2 separate regions of the Zea mays genome follow, and region 2 is linked to region 1. A link is a contact called in public Hi-C data. All regions are on one chromosome and are shown on one strand. Each heading gives the region's core, a stretch centred on a gene start, on an enhancer-like site or on the middle of the called end of the contact. The rest is flanking DNA. Distances are from core to core; before and after follow the strand shown.

Evidence for each region. A called contact is a pair of places that touch in the nucleus more often than the background predicts.
Region 2: a contact with region 1 is called in a Hi-C map of ear, with 2.8 times the contacts expected there. The contact joins the promoter of LOC100193576 here to the promoter of LOC100381726 in region 1. A contact is called at or near these places in 2 of 25 Hi-C or Micro-C datasets (ear and tassel).

Annotation. Positions count from the first base shown.
Region 1 is chr4:185,833,828-185,840,765 of Zm-B73-REFERENCE-NAM-5.0, reverse strand. LOC100381726 reads right to left here and starts at 3,409. Exons shown (of 1, transcript NM_001174533.1): 1 at 1,980-3,409. The coding sequence starts at 3,113. The coding sequence ends at 2,796.
Region 2 is chr4:186,356,063-186,363,000 of Zm-B73-REFERENCE-NAM-5.0, reverse strand. LOC100193576 reads right to left here and starts at 2,502. Exons shown (of 2, transcript NM_001138684.1): 1 at 2,187-2,502. The coding sequence starts at 2,319.

The DNA.
Region 1 (6,938 bases), core at 2,160-4,659:
CCTTCCCTCCCGTCAGCAGTAGAGGCGCAAGAAGATGTAGAGAACTCGTCTCCCTTCCCATAAGCACGACAGAGGAAACACACGAGACACTGGATATAGAGTTGGACCTCTGGCCTCTTTCTGATCTCTCTTCCATATAAGGGGTACAAGTTCTATATATAGAGACGCGATAGCCCTCAGGGCTATATTCGGTATTTGCCCACATAACCCTTAATTAGGGTTTCTCAACAGTTTCTTCCGCTCCCACTTGCGGGCCGCAGCCATCGTCTTCGTGCAGCTGCTGACAAAGCGGTCGAGCGCGTGAGGTGGTCGTGCGTGCGCCTCTGCCCGGTTCCGGCTCCGCTTGCAAAACACGCGAAGTTTTAGGAGGCCCCGGTCTAACAAGCTGCCGTTGTCCATGATGGCGACGGGGACGTGTGTGCTGTCGTGGCCACTGTCGACTTTGCAGCTGTTTTTTTTTTTTTTTACCCTCACGCGTTGAAGTCGAAGGCAGGACAAGAGAAGCGCGGAGAAATTCGCGTCGGAGGGCTGGGAGCGCCGCAGACTGGCCCGCGTCCTGATCTCGGAAGCCGCAGCCCAGCCCACACACATTGGTCATCGACTCGTGGTCCAGTCGTGTTACTCCTGGGCCTGAACCAGAACTCGTGGGCCGACAGGCACGCAAAGCACCTGACGCGCTGGGTCGTTGGGCCTTGAGCAGGACACGAGGACCACGAGGGCCTTGACCTGACGTGGTGCTGCTTTTGGAGTGCAGAGGAGAGCGGAAGGCCTTCCCTGCTCCGGCTGCCGCCAGGACAGGAGGGCTGGATGGAGGTCGACCGAGAGGGGAGAAGCAAAAAAAGAGTTCCCAGGCAGGTAAACAACTCGCGCCACAGCTAAACACTAGGCAGAAGAATCCCAGAGCATCGCGGTGCAGCAGCATTCATGGTGAGCTAGCTACAAGACAGCAATAGATCACGGCTACGATATAGCCCCCCTGGAACTGGAATCAAAACATGCCCAAACTACCAATAATATCATGGATGCTGTACCTACATTTGGAACCAACAACCAAGCCTGCAGGCAGCAGGATGATACACGGACCGCCGGCAACCAACATGCACGCGCGCGCATAGTGGCTCGCACTGTGCTCAGCTAGCTGCAGGCCAGGCCAGCGCTGCGCTGCTAGACTGGACAGGCCGGGGACGGGGTCAGGCTTCTCCAAGAAACGACAGACATGACAAAGTTCGGGGGGCACCAGTACTAGTACTAGTACAGTAGTACTACTGCACTAGCAGACTAGCAGTGCCCAGCCCCCTGCTTGATGCATGTGACCGGCTGACACACGGGGCGGGCGCTTTGCGCTGGCTCTCGCCTGTCTTGCATTGCCTTGCCTTGCCTTGCCGCCGATGGGTTTTCAGATTCCACCAGAATCTAGGTCAAAGCCTAGATTCCCCGACCCCGACCGTGTGGCGATGGGGGAAGCAAGCGTTCAGATTCCACCGCTTGAGGCCCCCCCAGCTTCACCACAAAAGGCAGAGAGAGAGACAGAGGAGAGGGAGTAGACTCCAAGAGCAAGCTAGGAGTATGCATGCGTATACGGACTAGTGGTACTAGCAGTGTGCATATTCTTCTCTCTCACACACACACTTCAGCTCGAAGACACAGCCGCCCGGTCCGTTCTAGCGTCCAGAAGAACCATCGACGACGACCCATCCATGTGGGTGAGGGTGCGAACAGGCACAACTAGGGATGGCAACGGGTTTGAAACCCGCGGGTAGATGGTTTTCAAACCCGCCTCCGCGGGTTTAATATTAAACCCGCACCCGTACCCGTTACCCGCGACGGGTACAATATGCTACCCATACCCGCGACCCGCGGGTGCCACAAACCCGCGGGCACATAATTATACACATATATTTATACATATATCATCTATATATACATATATTTATACACACATATAACTATACATATACAAATATGTATATATATAATATACACACATATAAAATTACATATATACACACATATATATATATACATACATACATATATATATATATATATATATATCCATTGCGGGTACGCGGGTTTGCGGGCACGGGTATAACATTTTCATACCCGCGAGAAAAAAACTCGTCGGATTGAGAATCAAACCCGCACCCGTACCCGCGGGTACAAACTCACACCCAAACCCGCACCCTATAGGGTTTTTACCCGCGGGCACGCGGGTAAAATGTGCCCGTTGCCATCCCACAGCGGAGATCACAGATCATTGGTGGCAAAACGCTGGTGGCCAATGGCAGGCCCGTCTTTTGTATAAAATGACTCGACGGAAAGATGCACGGGAACCTCTTGCTCTTGGGCCACACCACGTGAAGACCGAAAAAGGCGCTGTCCGTCCATCACGGTGTGCGATGCCTGGCCTGCCGGGATTCTACAAAATATAGTATAATAATAATAAGTAGCACCAGACGTAGAACAAAGTTATTCTCCTTTTTTTACATTTATAATAAATAAATATATATATATATATATATATAGCAGCAGCGGCAGGATCTACAAAAAGAAGTCCAGCTGATAATTATTGGCTACTCCGGCTGTGTACTCGCTAGCTCGACGGGTAAACCGTGTGCTGCGCGCTCTTCACTGCACCATGCATCTGATCAACTATAGCTACACTCCACGCAACGCAAGCTAGCCGACTCGACAGCATACGGGTCGGACGCATATATGCCCATGCAATGCATGCACGGCCTGGTTGGCTGGGGAAGCCTTGGCCATTTTCTACTTCGGGTTCTCGGGCAAGGTAGCTAGGCTACTAGGCAGTAGCGCCGCGCCACGCCGTGGGGCCCGGCGATGGGCGTACTTGCGGCCGGTGGGGATTGGCCGCGCGCCAACCGAGGTGGGAGCCCGGAGCTAGCCGCCCCCCGCCCGTCAGGCGTGCACGCCGACAGCGGCGCGGGCGCACCGGCTGAGCAGTGAGCACTGAGCAGGCATTCAGCAGGCGAGAGTACTCTGACGCGTCTTGTCCCGGTCCGAGTCCGGTCCCGTCCCGTCCCATCAGCGCGCGTCCGGCGTCCCTTCACAAGACTCGACGGCGAAACGCGACGTGCGCGCAAGCAGCACATGCCACGCGACGCACCAAAGGCCGGCCGGCCGGCAGGCAGGGTGGTACTGGTACAGCGTCGATCCACCACGCGACCCGGCCCGGCCCCCGGGCACCAGGCGTTGCGGTGGCGGGGGCAGCGGCGAGGCGTAAAGGAGCGCGGCTGACTCGACCGGAGAGGAAAGGGCGTACTCTACAGCAGTGGCGAGGGGCCGGGCCGACGGAACCCACGGCAAGCCGAGCGGAGCGGAGGTGCCTCTCGCTTTTGCCTGGCGTCGATTACTGGGATCCCGTGTCGTTTTTCTCGAACCAGAACGCATGGCTCGTCTTTTTATCGCGCGGTACCCGCGGCCTGATCGCGGTTTGTACTCATCCAAGTGTGCTTTAACCGTCGCATTCTCGAAGAGGACATCAATATCGTTTGGTGTCTCCAACTGCTATTAAGGCTAATCACAGTGAGAATTTCATTTCTCTATTTTCAAAAATGTCATGTCAGTTTTATGGATGAATGAAACATCCTCTCTCAATAGAGAGTTTCATCTCACTGTTTCATATGTCAACATACTTCTTAAATGCTGCATATAAATAATCAATAGGATTTACTCAATTATATGAAGATGAAACAAAACACTCTCAGTGGAGGTTTCACACAGTTTTCAAGACCTTGGAAACGAGTTAACATGGTTTCATCCCCATGAAACTCCATGAAACTCTTCCTTATTAAATGTTATGACATGTCATCAAATAGCTGATGTGGCAGGCTAATTAATACGTGAAACACCTCATAAAATCTCTATTGTGATTAACCTAATGTACTCGGCTCGGTGCCGGTTGATCTAACATATATTAGAATCAGTTGTAGGCTCAGCCAATATTACTGTACATGCTTTATAAAGTCTCTACCTCCTTCAGTTGGTACTACAAGAGCAGGGAGATCCACTTGTTACTTGTTTTTGTTTATATTTTTTTAAATTGTGTGGTTGATTATATTTATACCCAAATAAATCTCTAGAGGTCTTTTTTTTTCAGGTTCCCGCCAATAGACCTTTAGCACCGATTCTTTGTATGAACCAATACTAAATGCCCCTTATAAATTCGGTCTTCCATGTTTTCTTCTCATTCTCAATTTTCTTCTGGTGCCCTACACAGTGGACCCATCGAGCCCTCTCACCGCACCGCCACGGAATGTTTTAAGCACCCTCTAATAAGCTTAATAAATTTTATGTAACTGGCCTTATAAACAGATGGGAAACGTCACGTAGTAAACAAGGCGAAACAACTGCTACATTGGCTGGTAAATAGGCAGAGGACTATGGAGGAAATAAACTACTCATAAAACTTGAGAGTGTTTTGTCTAGAGATGGTAATAAGGACCCGATCTCCGATTCCCTGCGGGGAATTCCTCTATTAGGGGATGGGGATGACAAAGTTTCTTCCCCTATGGGGATTTAAACGGGAAAAAATTCTCTCTCGATAGGTAAACAGGGATGGGGACGAGGAAGCATTCTCTGTCTCCGTTCCCGCGGGGACCCGTTAAACTTACATATGACAATGTTTTCATGTAATAGTTAATGGTAAAAATAAATAATGATCTTGTCAAGAGATCATCCGTTGTTCAAATGTGTTTATTTTAATGTACATATAATGATTTTTACATCTAACAATATGTATAAGTGACGATGTTTTATATTAATAATAAATAGAGTAGATTTAATTATAATTTAAGCGGGGACGAGGATCCCGATGGGGATGGAGAAAAATATCCCCGCAAACATTCGTGGGATCCCTACAGAATAATCTTTTCGTTGCGGAGACAAGGAGCTACAATCCGACAGAGAATTCACCATTGTCATCCCTAATTTGGTCATATATGGAGCCGAGGACTCATGTCCTTCACAAATACTGAATGCGTATGTGCGTGCTATATATTTTTATTTGCGAGACACATTTATCCCCTCTCTATATATCGGCAGTCGTTCAGCGGTCTGTGTCAACACGATCTTCCAATACAAACTAATAAAATCAAGCTACAAGTAAAGTTTTCAAATATCAAACTAGCTGATGCCTGGAGTTCGATGAACAAACATATCGGTTTCAATTTGGTACCTAAAGTCCAATTAAGATCCTGCTCACTAGATCTAGGAATACAAAATGCATTTGTCTTGGCTGTTAAGGAAACGGAGCCAGCAGAACCATGGTCCGTTTTTATTTTTTGGCAAGAAAAGGCGCTTTTAATCTGTTGCTGGTGCAAACTAAAGAAGGGAAAAGGCGAAACAAAAAAAAAGGGAAGGCTGGAGGAGGTGGGTGCAGCAGCAGAAAACGATGGGTACTTGGGCGGGCGACGTGGAAAGCGGCCGCGTTCTTTTACACGGCGATGGTTTTGCCATCCCTTCGCTTTTTTTCCCACCTCCTTTTTTCCCACCGCGCGTTTGCGAGCTCGAGCCGATTGCGACGGGGGTCTGGAGATCTCAGGTTCTCGGTGCCGAGTCCGTGAGCAGATAAAATTTCTTTGGGTCTTTCCATCTCAGATACGCATGGCACGCAACGCAGCAGTGTCTGCGAGTTGAGCAAGGGTTCAGTTTAATGATACCTCTAAGCATCCTTTTGGACGGGCCTGACCTACCTATCCTATCCCCATCTTTCCGACCCATGAACAGGATTACCAATGTCAGTATGCTGTGTGTTGCTGCAAGTACGCACATTATTTATTATTTTAGTTACATGATTAGTACATCTTTTGGTGAGGAGTACCAGACAGATTAGTAATTAACAGCGTAAAAGCTAGAACAGATATTGCCCAATGAAAGCTGCTGAGTGGCCAACTTAGGTGTCAGAGAATTATATGTTAGTTGACCCTTCTTCCTTTTTAAGCTGTTTCCTCTGTACTAGTAGATTAGTACAATATAGTTATTAGACAACACTTGACAGCAAGAAGAATCAGAACAGACGGTTCCTAACATGTGAGTCAGAAGCAGGGTCCTTGACATGTAGGCCTCCGTTGGGCCGAGCTCTAGTTCCTCAAAAACAGTTCGGACTCTAGATTTTTTAAGGGATCGGAGCCATTTTGCTACTTGTTTGATAAAATAGATTCTCTCCGCGTTTCTTTCTAATTATGTATGGGAAAAATATAGGTGGAGCCGATAAAAACCAGGTTTTTAGTGCTCTAGCTCTCAACAAAAAAAGACTCTATTTTTTTTAGGGTTTATCGGCGAGCCGTCGTTTTTCATAATCGTTTGATACAACTTTACGATAAGCTTGAGTTAGAGCCGTCTAAAGAGCCATATCAAAGGCACCCATAATCGTGCGTTTAGGCATATACAAATTTATACCTTGGATGTCGTATATAGGAGTGTTTAGTTTATAGGGACTAATTTTTAGCCTTTACATTTTATTCTATTTTAGTTCTTAAATTGATAAATATGGAAACTAAAACTCTATTTTAGTTTTTGTATTTGAAAATTTAGAGAATAAAATAGAATAAAATGAATAAACTAAAAACCAGTCACTATAAACCAAACACCCCGTAATCAGTCTCATCCTAGGACCCTTAAAAACAAAGAATATTATAACACTACCGCAATCAGGTTCTTTGGCGAGTGCTCGGCGCTTTATCGAGTGCCACTCTCGGCGAACTAAGACTCTCGACACAGACCTAGTTTACCGAGGGTAAAACACTCGGCATAGAAAGACACTCGGCAAAGGAGTCTTTGCCGAATGTCAAGCTCTCGGCGAAACACGGCACTCGGCAAAGAACCGTCAGCAACCGTCTATAGTTGACGACCGTTAACTTTGTCGAGTGTCAGGCGTTGACACTCACCAAACACTCGGTAAACCTTTATTTTGCCGA
Region 2 (6,938 bases), core at 1,253-3,752, 520 kb before region 1:
ATATATGACAACACATTAAGTTTCAAGTATAATCAACTAAGGGTCTCAGGAACAGAAAATACAATGTGCTCTTGCACAATTCCCAGTTTGATTTGAAATGCAGAATTGAGAAACTGACAAAGCTAGCAGATTAGATGCAGGCACCCTTCAAATAAATGACAAAAAAGGAATAAATCATGTTCTTGATGTGTTTGAACACACCCAGGCATGTGCAAGTACACACTGCTTATGTTGTGAATGCAGGCAAAAGCGTCAATATAGTTTCCACTCTGCAGATGTTGATTCAGCTAGAAAGGCTCGAATTTTTACTTGATCTAGTTCAGTTCTCATGTGGGAACACCTCATAAAAATTATCATGAAGTCATGCTACGCAAAGTTCCTTCAAGTGGGAGAATCAGAGACCTCCCGCTACTAACATACGGAGTATTTGTTCAAAAAGACTGGCTTTCTCTAACCAAATCCAGTATAGATAAATCATTGGATTGTACAAGAGCAACTAATTATTTTTGAAGATATTTTAAAATGACTTATGCTGGCTTTCAAAAGATGCTCTGACTGTTCAAGTGAAACAGTATAAATCAATCTGCTGCTTAGTGCTTACACAATGTTTTCTCAGTACTTTCATGTGCCACAGAACTAGAGCCTAGTATGGCTTGCTGACAAATATGCTTAAAAGTGAGCTGACATCCAAATCATTTCTCTCCGCTATTATATTTAATACAGCCCAAGGTTAAATTCATAAACAGCACATATGTCCAAATGGTTTCACTTGAACACCAGACAGTTAAGAATTCAGAATGAATTGTTTGCCCTCATCTAATAGGACAAACAAATCACATCTAGGCCAAATTGTCAATCACAATGTTCATGGTGAAAGGTTGAGCTGTTGCACTTCTGCAGAGAAACTCATGTTACCTAACAGATGAATGTCAAAACCTTTCCACAGTGTTATAATAACTCCCTTTACAGATTAGAAGAGAGTAAGTAATCACTTAAAAGGTCCACAGTTATTAATATGGTCTTGTGCACTTTGCTTCTTTTATAGCAAACAAAAGAGGTGACCTTTGTTTCCATCAGTTCCACCTATGGTGTGTGATATATACTGTTTCCAAAGTTGTGCTCTTTCCCTCTTCTGCCACAAATTGGCAATTGACATTCACAGTTGAAGACTCCATACCACATAAAGTAAGAACGGAAAGTATCCACTAACTGCTAATATGGCACAGCCAGTTCTAGGATTCTGTATACACCAAAAAGAAAATAGAATATGGCATAGCCAGTTACAGGTTACTTCTTTTAAGCTAAAAAACCAATATGCAATCATAGGATACTAACGAAGCTAGCTAACTACTAGCTAGCTAAAAGTTAGCTCTTGTGCATCCAAACAGGAGAGCTAATAGTTGAGTTAAATTTTTAGCCAAATTTCCAACTAGCTGTTGATTAACTAGTTAGACAGTTTTTAGCCCAACAAGTAACTAGCCCTAGCTTAGACTGACTCCAGCGGGAGTCTGTAGAGCGTCCCCTAGAGAAGATTTCCTCCTCTATATGCTTCACCGGTGTCCTCTTCCATCCTCTCTATATATAGAGAGACTCTCATCTCTTCTCATCTATCTATTTAAGGGTATAATAAATAGGTACGTAAAAAATCTAGAATAAAATATGTCTTTAATGTGTGTATTTAATTTGTGGAGGATGAGATATAGAAGATGTTGGATAAGAATGAGATATAGAGGAGAGAATCTTTTAGTGAGTATGTTAAGGAGGGATAGTTGAAGCATCCAAACAGGCCCTAATCAGTGAATATGGCATAGCCACTAGAAGCATAATGCTGAAGCTAATACTAATTGAATAAGCATAGCCAGCTCTAGGACTAGGCTGAAAAAGAAAATTGAAGCATAGTTTCCCACTACTCAACTGTCCATGCATCCAGAAAACAAAAGCAAATCAAGGATACCACGAGCAGCCATTCGCCACAAGCAAAATAACATGAGGTAGGAGAAAGACTCGCACTCGTGAGACATGAGCACAAAGCGCAAAAGAAGCAATTAGCAATACATGATCCAAGAAACTCGTGACACGGGGAATACCCCTGCACCTAAATTACAAAAGCGTCCGTAGCTTGTCAGCAGATCGGGACGGCACAGGCGTGTACGCTACCAAATCAACAAGCCTCATCAGTGCCTCACCTTGCGGCCACCGAGCGAGGATGAACTCCTTGAGCGAGGAGACCGTGGTGGAGGGATCGTACTTCGTAGGCCCGATATCCGTGCCGTCGAAGAGACGAAACCTGACCTCGATCGGCTCCTTCCCGCTGGCCATATCCTCCCCGCCAGATCGCCGCCGAGGCGCCCACCGCACCTCCTCTTCCCAAGATCCACGAAGCCCCGGATCAAAGGCCCATAGGAGGCAGGAGCAGGGAAGCGGGAAGAAATCCACAGAAACACGCGCAAGCTGGGAATTTGACGACGAATTCTTGCTTCCGCGTGGGGTGAAAGCGAGGGGGCGACGACTCGGTGGGGGGATGAGAGCCAGGGAGGAGAGAGATACGCGGTAGTGGGCAGGCTTCCTCCTCTCGGTGTATTGACGGATACGCCCAAGCCGAAATTTTTAATTGCGGTTTTGGCATCGAGCCATTGGTGATGATGGAGCGTGAAAGCGAGTGGCGATGCCGAGGCCGAGGGCGAGGCAGAGCGAGGGATTCTATGCGCGGCGCGAGGCGGGCAGTCAGCAGCAGCAGGAGGAGGAGGAAACAGACCGCCGGCCGGGATTCGACGTCGGCGATGGCTTCTATCTCTGGCGTTTTGACCGCCCTGGGTCTCGTCGCCTTCTTCCCTGTTCTGTACTGCTGCCGTAGACCGTAGTCATGGCTTTTTGGCATCCTATGTGGAAACAGGCCGAACTTGTTTTCCATTTCAAAATAAACAGTCAAACAAACATGCACGACAATCCAATGACGCATTGCTCTGGGAGAAAGTTTCAGACCTGCATACTGCCGACTAGGTTTTATTTAAGACTGTATTTTATTCTCGTCTTATGCTGACTCAAGAAGATTAGTCTAGATACCTTGAAAATTGAAATGGTAAAAAAAAAAAGCAAATCGTTCTTGATCACACGACTGCAGACTGCTCCTTAATTTCAATCTTCAGAACCACCACACGCCCCCTGATCCGAACGCCTCAGGTCCCCTTGAGTAGCATGACGAGCACAGTGTATTTTTCCTGGCTGGCCGAAGGCCAATCATCCAATCGACATCTGCATTCCACTGGGGAATGGATTATCATTAGCTGGCCACTATTATTCCAGGCAACCAACGCATAGATAGAGTTACCGCCATTTGGTGATCACGCGGTGTACTTTCTCTTGCACACCAACCGGAACGGCTTAACATCCAGTTTTCCTGGCAATGATCTGCACGAAGTCACAGGCACATGCAAAAATAATAGTCCAAGGAACGCGGCACTCAAATGAATTTCCAGGCGAAAAAGAATCAGCAGTTTTGTAAAATAGAACGACTAAACAGCACACGGAGTATAATCCGGTCTAAAAAAAGAAGGATATTGTGAGGACAGCTAAGGCATGATAATTGTGCGGGACAAAAATGATTGGCAGACGACGTCCTCATGGACTGATGGTACTAAACCCAACACACATCGATACAATTTTTTTAAAAGAAAATTGGGTTTTCTATACAAGGGCTAAAAATTTTCAGCTGAATCGTTGACGCATTTGCTACCAAATATTCAGTGGTGGTGGTGGTGGACTGGTGGTGACGGTGACAGTTCAAGTTTTTCTTCGAGAAAAATTAAGCACATGCTGGAAGAACTGCAGAGTAATAGTGCGATGGCGCCAATTGCATTTCTCGGCTTCGATTATGCTGCCACCTGCAATTTACAGCAAATCAATCAACATAGGTATGTTTGGTTTTATTTTTATTTCGGAAGAGCTTTTCTGTTGGAAGAATCTGTTACGTACGGAGAAACATAAAAGAATCTACAAGGTTTAGAGTATAGAAAGTGACAGTTTCCACTATCATAACGACTCGACTGATCTGTGTTTACGTTGATTTTGGATAGTTTTGATTAAAGTGATTCAAAATCCTATATGTTAACAATCTGCAGCAGATTTTGATGACTAGAATCTGGAAAAAGCTGAAACAAACAGGACATATAAGCTTCCGATTTTTCCTGTTACACCAAAGGTTTTTTTTTAAGTGTTAGTAGAAAGGAGCTGTGTCGTGACTCGTGTTCGTGTAGTGGAGGTAGCTCTAGATTCCGTGCAACTACTGTTTTCGCCTCTGCAAGCAATGATAGATAGAGGGATGCAATGTGTGGCAAGCGAAGTAGCCTGAGGAATATTTCGAGGAAGCAAGATATCAAATATTCCAAGGCGCCTATTTCCAATTCTCCTCCTAAACTTATCTTCTTCTTTTTTCCCTCGGTTCATTAGTTCATCACTGTCAGAAATATTCAGACATCCTAATTGTTCGACGTGACAGCCTAGTTGATACAGCGTGCCATCATTTAATTGAAAAAAGAAGAAGCTGAAAGTTACAGGTAGGAGGTTACCGGAAGCAATGGATAAGCTACACTGGCCGGCTCGAACTGTTGTTTTGGAGGGAGCCTTACCGGCCTGACTACATGATTTGCAGGTAAGAACACCTGCTGGTTGATGTTAGTATACTAATACATGTGCGTCTGCATCACGACACCCTCTTTTGTTTCTGCCGTCACGGTACTATCATATTGCTCCTGTTCGATTTGCATATCGTGAGCTGTTATTTTATATATAAAAAAAATCGAAGTCGTACTATGGCCTGTTAGAACGGCTCTCTTGGCCATTTTTTTAGGAATCCAAAAGCACTGGAAATTGTTTGTTCCAACAGCGTCTCTCTCAAAAAAAAAGTTCCAACAACCTACATCACTCTTCATGTATGTATGTGCAAATGTTTATTCTAAGAGCAACATGGAACCGGATCCCCATGCCTTAGGAAAGGAGAGAGAGAGAAAAAAAAAACTTACTAGGAAATTTGGGGTTCTATTCTTATCCCATACATAAAGTAAAAGATCGGATGCATATAGCACTCCACTACCACTCCCTTTTATTTTATTTTACTTTATTTTATTTTAAAAAAAAGCTCAGGTAATTCCTTTTCTCACGTCCATGTCACGTTACACATCACTTTGTCTCTATCTTGAACACAGCCGCACTTGTGCTAGTCTGCATGTGTGTTAGTGGGAGAAATGATTAGTGTGCCGCAGATAACGCAGCTGGTTTGCTCGTCAACCGGTGGTGGAGATGAGAGATTGAGAGCTGACCCATTCAGCTGTTCCCTTCCCTGATGCCAAGTGCTCGCCAATGAGCAGAGCAGTGGAAAGATGTGTCTGCCAAGGATGAGAACACTGAAGCTTTTCAGAAAAAGTGGAGAACGAGAACTGTGAGAGACAGTGGGGTGAACTGAAAAAAAAAGCGCCCCGTTTGCGCTTCTGAAATTATTGCAGGCTTCAGCTTCGGATGCAGGCTGCGTAGGAATCGGAGGAGGCGTGTTTGGTTTTTAGCGGCTAATTTAGTCATTTTATTTTATTTCATTTTGGTCACAAATTATCAAATACAGAAACAAAAATATATTTTTGTTTCTATATTTGGCAAGTTAGGAACTAATATGAAATAAAATAGAGTGACTAAAAATTAGTCCCTACAAATCAACCATCTATTAAGACTATCTTCAGCAGTTTTTATCTCACTCTCTATTTTAAACTTCACTCTGCAAACAATGTAATTTACACACAGTCGATTGGAGATAGCCTAATAATTGGGTGATCCACTCGCGGACCTGATGTTGTCTGCTGCGGTAAGCAAGTTTCGTGGTGGAATGGGGGTAAAGAGTGGGTTCATAATTGAACGCTTTATCCTTTATGTACGTCCGAATTGCTTGGCTTGGCTTGATTTGACTGTCGACGGAAAGCCATTCGTTTGCAATTGCATGATTGATCGGCGATTTCAGGCCAACTGTCGAAACGCTCGCAATCGCTATCAGTTCGATGGCAGTAAAAGTGAGGTGTTACTTCTAGTGCTCCTGCATGCAGGTGCCACGGCTCAAATGGCAAGCAGGTCCAATGAGTTCTGCAATTACAGGCACGTCAATTTGCCTGCTGCGGCATCCAATTTTGTCTTGTTAGTAGCACTGTCTGCTTGTTCGTTTCACATGAACAGGTGCCACTAGGTGAGTGGCTGAGTGACGTTGAAATCAGTGGGTCAGTGACAGGGATCACGAGGGAAAAAAGGCCTGTGGGAACCGAGTGCAAACGGGCCGAAAATGTGGATCTCAAATGCTTGGGCAGCCCACTCCATAAAAACCGAGGCCCAGAAAACCTTTTTTTTTTGGGGTGGGGGGAGGGGGGCTAGCCGGCAAGGACTAGGACCTTATTGTTTCAACTAGGTGAGTGCCCGTGCGTTGCAACGAAACATATAATATCATAATAACTTATATACAAACTGTGTCCTATATTGTTATAAGAAGATGTTTCATAATCCATTTGTGATCCTAACCATACATAAATTTTGTTATTTTAATTTAGATGTTTCACTACTACATTGAAACCATTAGTATCATGCAGACTTCGATATATGCCACGATTTGCATGGTCTCATCATTGGAGAGCACGTGCCACACCTGCCGGTAGAAGTTTTCTTGTACATCATCAGTCATCAGACACACATCATCATACACGCTTGCTTAAATAAAAAGACAAGTGTGTGTGTTTGCGAAGAGAATTAAAGACAGACCAACACAAAAGCTACCCCGACGATGGCGAGTGGTCATTGTTGTTGGTCCTCCTCTGCGTCACCTCTAGTGCCAAGATGACGCCACAATCCTTGATATAGTAGTCGCCGAACGCGCGCGACATGGCGAGTAACGATGACTCTTGGCTGGGCTGCCA